Linked DNA regions of Rattus norvegicus: region 2 is linked to region 1. Evidence: chromatin contacts called from public Hi-C data. All regions are on one chromosome and are shown on one strand. The core of a region is the stretch at or near the end of the contact, and the rest is flanking DNA. Distances in the headings are between cores, read along the strand shown.

Evidence for each region. Hi-C and Micro-C count contacts between places; a contact is called where the count stands out from the background.
Region 2: a contact with region 1 is called in a Hi-C map of the A7r5 cell line, with 6 times the contacts expected there. The contact joins two enhancer-like sites. A contact is called at or near these places in 4 of 12 Hi-C or Micro-C datasets (the A7r5 cell line, the Rat2 cell line, Schwann cells and 1 more).

Annotation. Positions count from the first base shown.
Region 1 is chr17:23,263,739-23,267,208 of GRCr8, reverse strand. No RefSeq gene overlaps it. Among named protein-coding and RNA genes, the nearest start is that of Tmem170b, 110 kb to the left of the region's middle. Within about 2 kb of position 1,603, at least 22 of the 93 cell types and tissues checked have an H3K27ac peak or open chromatin away from gene starts, as enhancers often do. A contact at or near this core is called in the A7r5 cell line, where this site is marked.
Region 2 is chr17:23,332,832-23,336,301 of GRCr8, reverse strand. No RefSeq gene overlaps it. Among named protein-coding and RNA genes, the nearest start is that of Tmem170b, 41 kb to the left of the region's middle. Within about 2 kb of position 1,656, at least 30 of the 93 cell types and tissues checked have an H3K27ac peak or open chromatin away from gene starts, as enhancers often do. A contact at or near this core is called in the A7r5 cell line, where this site is marked.

The DNA.
Region 1 (3,470 bases), core at 354-2,853:
ATCCTGGGCTTGCCCAAGCGTGCCATAGGCAGTGGATGGGAAGTTTCACCTAAAAGTTCCCTCGCAGGGTACATGCTGTCTTACAACACACACACACACACACACACACACACACACACACACACACACACACCCCTAAAACCAGTCCAGGGTATCTGCACACTTAACGTGGTTCCAACATATATTTGATCAAGAATGGGGAGGTACTAGGGACTTGTCAGAGGGCCTTAGAGTTGCAATCTGGAGAGGGCTGTGAGTGTAACTCCATGCATGTGGGCTATCCCCACAGTCCACATGCCTTACACTGAAGAGTGCTGGGGCCTGAAGAGGTCACATGTATGTGACACAGATGTCAGTAATGACTGTAATGATGCTTCCCTGTGTTGGGCTTACCACCTATCATCCCGGGCCTTTCACATTAAGGGCTTTATTTCCTTGAAGGGGGGAGATACTCAATTATATGTATTGACTCATTACTGTCCCTCCCGTCACCTGGCAGCTTTATATCACCTGGAGGAGAGGCTGAGAACAGATTATTATCTCCCTGCCCCCCAATTAGGCGCTAACTCATACACCCCCTACCCCATGATGTCGCATAGACTTTCAGGTTCCTATTCATTCCCCAGTATAAAGACTTTTCAGTGGGATCACCTGAGGGCCCTTCAGACTGACCTGAATTCTGGTGATGAACCCAGTGGAGCAAGGAACGCCACAGTACCCCCTGGCTGTTTTTCTGCACTGGCAGTTAGAGCTATGTTTCCTTTGGTCGTTAAAGGGTGCCGGTATCCTAGAGGATGCCTTCACAGCCAGTTTCTCTCTAGAGTGTGAGGCAGACAGACCTTGCCTTCACATAGACTGACATATTCCATGAAAATTGGTTTTGCTCTCTGTTCTGCACATGCCCACACATGTGCAGATTATTTTGCACATAGCTGATCTTATCGATCTTGTAGATGAGGGCGTGAATTTCTCTGATGCGGAATTTGTACTGATTCAAGCAGTCAGTTGGAATCTCAGGGCCTGTGAGGATATCAGACATCATCTCTCCCATTTTCCTCACACTCAGGCGTGGAAGGTTAAGAAGTACGACTCAGTTGGCCGTATCTTCAGACAGATATGTGGGTCTATCTGGGCTTTAGTCAAGGATGAGGAATGCAGGGAAGTTCTTGAAGTCAAAACTAACTACATTAGTATGCACTCACTGTGGGCCAGACACATGAGGAGTGGCCTCAGACTTCCTTGGAATCCTATGTTAGAGTTGGAAGGGCCTAGAGGATGTCTGGACAACTCTCTCTACTTCTATTTTGTGAAATTAATTATTTATAAACCCCCCCCCCATCTTTCTTTTAGCTCAAAAATGAACCTTGCACAAAATGTATTTCTTTTGAAGACAATTAAAGAAAGCTGTGTGTTTAGGAGAACAAATGCTCTCCCAATTGCAAGAACAGAGGCGGCAACTTTTTCACTAAGGAGCGGGCAATGCAAATCCTCTGTATTATGCTAATTTTGGCAAATGACCTACATTGGGGTTTGTTCAGGCCAGACCAACGTGTCGGTGTCAGTTTGGCCAGCAGATGGCAGCAGACGTTTTTATTAGGACAACCCTGTGCTTGACGAAAAGCCTCGTCAGCAGCCTCTTCTAGCAAAAAGGAGCCTTTTAAGTGAGTGGCTCAGAGGGCATTCACCAAAAAACGCTGCAAGCAGGAGCCTTTCTTACCAGGGAGCTCTTGGCAGTCGACCGTGGAAGCGCAGGGTGAGTTATTGCCACAAAATTTGTTAAAAGGAAAGTGCAGATGAGATTAAGGACTGGAAAGAAAACTCCATTGAGTTTCGCATCCTAATTACAATCCAATTTCTCGGCCCACAAACTCCTATCAGCTTTTTTGGGCCCGCAGCGTGGACCTTGGTGCTGAGGAGCCCGACCCAGCTTGTGCCATGTGGCTATGCTTTTGCTATTTGGAAAAGAGCCGACTCTAGGCTATCTAACTGATGGAGCGCTGTTCTGGAGTAGCGCATGCCCTCTTTGAGATGCCTGAGGCGACCGCCATTACTTTTCATTGCCCCTGTTCAGGGTCACCAGAAGAGAATGCTGTGATGCTAACTGTTCTAACACATCCTGACCGATCTACGTCAAGTTCCCATCCTTATTAAACTTTAAAAATGTAGTAAAAAGGTTCATTTGTTCTTTCAATGACTGTTTGCTTTGTGTCCACCATGCCCAGTGCTGTGCTTACAGAAGATTCTAGTCTAGGGAAAAAACCAGCTCCTCATCAAGTCACCTCAGAAACCTAGAGAAGCAAACCCGGGTAGGTTGCTTTGGAGGAAGGAACACGGCCCTGGGGTGTTGTGGAGACTAATCTGGGTTTACAGACTTGATTGAGGGGGGCAGTGTTCCTGGGGCGGGGAATTCGAAGGCTGAGGAGGAATGAGCTGGGTAAAGGGTTAGGGAGAATACTCAGACCAGAGACTAGAAAGTTCTAAGACCTGGAGATGGAAGGAGAGATAGGAGGTGAGAGACACTGGGATGGCCACAGGAAGAGATAGAGTATTGGGGGAGAGAGTGGCCTCTGTTGTGTAAGTGAAGACTCATCATGATTCTCGCACTCTTAAGGCAAATGTACAACACACACACACACTCACACACACACACACACACGCAGACTCGCACACACACACGCAGACACACACGCATGAGAGAGAGAGAAAGAGAGAGAGAGAGAGAGAGAGAGAGAGAGAGAGAGAGAGAGAACACTCTGCTGGCTGCTTTTGTGTAGTCTGTGATATTGTTAGCTTGGAGTTAAATTGGTGCAAAAACATTTTCCAAAAATGTTTGAGTATTTAACTGTCTCCAAGGCAACGAGTTAATACAAATGGACATGAGTACCTTTAGGGACAGCCACTATGAAAAGTCATCACACATATCTGAAAAAGTAAAGCCTTGTATGCATTCTTTTCTCCTTCACTAAGGGGATTTGGGTCTGTGAATTGACCATAATTTAGAAATAATCCCTCTGGTCACTGTAAATTGAGCATCCTGCATCGGAGGATCTGAGCTAGGAAATCAAAACACTTTCCTATCACCAATACAACACCACAGGTATAAAGCTCCTGTTGTTCTTTGCATAAAATTGTTTAAGGCATTGTATAATTTTACTATCAGTGTACAGTGCATAAGGTACACCTGACAATGGCATATACACTTAGACTCGGGCCTTAGTAACCCAATACAGTAGCTAAATACATGCAAATATTTTATACTCATACAAATATCAGGAATCTAAATCGTTTTTGTCCTCAGCATGCTGTATAATGAATGTCATTAAACTTTGAAACAAAACATGTCTCGTGAGTACAGTTGGTGTGATGATTCATCTCAACCAGTTTACTTGTCAACTTGACACAATCTAGTATCACTAGGGGAAAGAGTTTCAAGAAAGGATTGCTTACATCAAGTTAACCTGTGAGTGTGT
Region 2 (3,470 bases), core at 407-2,906, 69 kb before region 1:
GAATTCAATCTCTAGAACCCATATGGTGGAGAAAGTTCAAATATAAATGGAGAGGAATAGGAAGGCGACCTTGACACACATACGTGGCTTTATGGAACCTCAGGAGTCAAAGTCTAGTTGGAATTTGGGTTTTTAAAAGATTTCTGAGGGACACACCAAGCTAACGACCATCCTCTTGAGAAGGGAGCAGAGAGCCACACCCTGTGAATGTCACTGGAACAAAACCTAACCGAATTCTATAATGCCCAGGCTGTACAGTTCTCGAGTACACTGGTGTTCATTTAACTCCTACATTTACTAAACTGAAGTGTACTTTCCTCTTTTTTTGTAACAGAAAACGTTCTCATCCCGCCACATGAATTCCAAATTTCCTAAGTAAATACCTTTCCACACAGACCATGAACCCAATCAAATGAAACAGAAACATGAGACAAAGTACATCTTCCACAAATGCACACGAAGCTTATTACTTTGTAATTTCTTGGGCTCAAAGTAATATTTTGAAGTTTTTGAAGCAGGGTAAGTATCTTTACATATTTTATATCTGCTGAGCATTGTGAGAAGACCCTAGATTTCAGACAAGATCAGAGACAGAGAACCAAGAAAAAAGTTACGAGTCCGATTCCAAGCCTTGTGAAGAACAAGTCCTGTTCAGACAGGAGAAAACACCTCAGGCTTACTGATTGTGTGTGCACTTCCAACCCTGGTTAATTCATAAAATGATGACTGTGGTTTTAGGCAAAATGAAGGAACTCAACAAGACCCATGGTGCATCTTTCAAAGAAAAATTGGGTCTACCTCCAGAAACACTTGAGAAGCATCTAAACCTCTTGAGACTGTCTCCTTGCACTGAAATCATCATCATCACCACCACCACCACCACCATCACCACCACCACCACCATCACCATCATCATCACCACCACCATCACCATCATCATCATCACCATCATCATCACCATCACCACCACCACCATCATCACCATCACCACCACCACCACCACCATCATCACCATCACCACCACCACCACCATCATCACCATCACCACCACCACCACCATCATCACCATCACCACCACCACCACCATCACCATCATCACCACCACCACCACCATTAATTTGTCACCAGAGCCATTTCTGGGCTCATAGTCCTGAGGAGAGTTTGTAGAAAGGAATTGTGTTGGCTGGTTTAGTTGCCAGGCCACATTCTGTCACTAGATGGCAAAAGTGTTCCACCTTTTTCCACTTAGGCACCCAAATTAATTTAGTTTGGGCTTATTCCCTTAAGATGCGGCTAATTTTTGTTTGTTTGTTTGTTTGTTTGTTTGAACTCATAAGTGAGTAAATTAAATGAGGGAAAGCATGGTTTCTACATGACACTAACCCAATTTTTACTTTCTGAAGAAGGTTTAAGATACAGTGTTGGGGGTTATTTACAAATAAAAAATATCACACTAATTGTAATAATACTACTTTTTTTTTAACTATGTCATTAGCCTGACCTTGATTTATGTATTTTTCTTAAATCCAGACTTAATGCCTAAGGATATTTTATCAAATTGAATATAGTAGGAAGGTAGTGACGGTTACACAGTATCTGGGAGAAGAATACACCACCAATATTACACAACCTTACAGCACCATGACAATTGCCTGCCAAGTCCTGGTCTGCCACCCAGTGCTTCAACATGGCCATGTTCAGCTTCTGGGACTCTCAGTTTAAACATCAGTAAACCAGGAAGAACTCCCATTAGCCATTTGTCTTCAGGACAGGTAGGCAGTAATTCTAGGGAGTGATAATTAGGCGAAGCAAGGACCAGATTCTGGTTCTGGAGTAAGTGTGGTGCAGTTTTGAGAAATTTCTTTCACATTTAAACTGTCCCCTTGACCAGGGTGCTACTTCTGCCACAGAGCCTGCTGGGGGATTTTTCTTCTTTTTTTAGAAACAGTTATGGAGAGGAGCCTTACAAAGCAGAATGGGTGAAGTTGCTCAGCCAGCAAATTCCTTGCATTCCCTAGACCAAATATGTCCAAGCTGAGGAAGCCACAGCAGTGACTTCAGTGAGGTCCCCTGAAGGACAAGCATGCCGTGCCTGTCCGCCGTACCAGGTCAGCAGCCACCTCAGATCCTGTGGCTAATGGCTTTGTTGATGGTTGTACAGAAATAACTATAGCTGGGACCCCCGAAGGGTAAGTGCTTTTATGTACAGAGCTTCCGACTTGAAAGGCACACAGCGCATTACACAGTGTGCTCTGGGCTCTGTAGGGACTGCAGATAAACACGGGAGTTGCTTCCAGCTGTGGTCAGGACACCTCGAGAAGAGGACCTGAGAGTTCTCATAAGCCTGCCGTTCCTTCCTTGTCCCTTTATGTTGACACTGGTGCCATGGGGTGACTCTAAACAGTGATACAAAAAAGTATTAGGACACCTTACAGAAATGGGTGGGATTTTTCCTGAAGGAGAAACCTGGTTCTCTTTCTGGTCTGACCTCCATGTATGTGAGACTCCATTTTAACTCTAATGTGTCTGTTGGTCTACTTCTCCAGTGTAGATGAACTTCCCTTCTCTTCTCAGAGTTCGAGCTGAAGCTGTTCATGTAACACCATCTGAACAGGTGTGTTCTCTTACTTCCCTAGGCTGGGACGGATCTGTCACTGTGAACCCAACACCAACCTAAACTCAAGCTGTAGCCCCAACTGTATGCTCAACACTAGCACTGTGAAGCTTTAGTCTCTGCTTAGTTCAAGGTTGTGTAACCTGAGCTACTTCGTTTTTCAAGGTCAATGAGAAGGCAGGAGAAATTCAAATCTAAATCATTAAGTTCCCCCACCTCACCCCTGTGTATACGTGTGCCTAGAGAAAATATAAAAGTTGCTATTATGGGCAGAGTAGTAATTACATTGTTTCCCAAAATTTCCTTCAACCCTCTTTAACACACTTTATTTTATTTTCCCCGTCTGATCTTACTTGGAAAGTACTTTTGTTGTTCGTTTAGGGGACATGTTGCTCCTGTTTGGGTTGCAATGCAGGGCTTGGTGCACACTGGGAAAGCATTCTTCCACGGGGAAAAACCTCAATGTGTGTTTTGCTTCTGCTTTTCTGTCCAGAATACATTTACTTACTTGTTAAACAAAGGTCTTTCATGGGACTCGGGCAGCTGATTAAACAAAGTCTGTTCTGAGAGCCGCCCTACAGTGACTACAGCAGTCCTTGTCTGGACTCTGGTAAGCCTTGGAGGCCTGTGGGTTCTTTGGACACGGATTATTTCCTAGGTAGCCTGAGCCCAGCTCCTCTACACACCATAAACCTTCCTCCTAACGCTTTAGCGGAAAGGCCTGCCTGAGGTTCAGGTGGAATTGTTTGTTTGTGTTGGGAGTGAGGCAGTTACCCAGTTCCTTTATCATAATGGTTATATATCAGTGTCCAAGGACTGGTAAAGTATCCCTACATTGTTTTAATCAAGGCCTAAA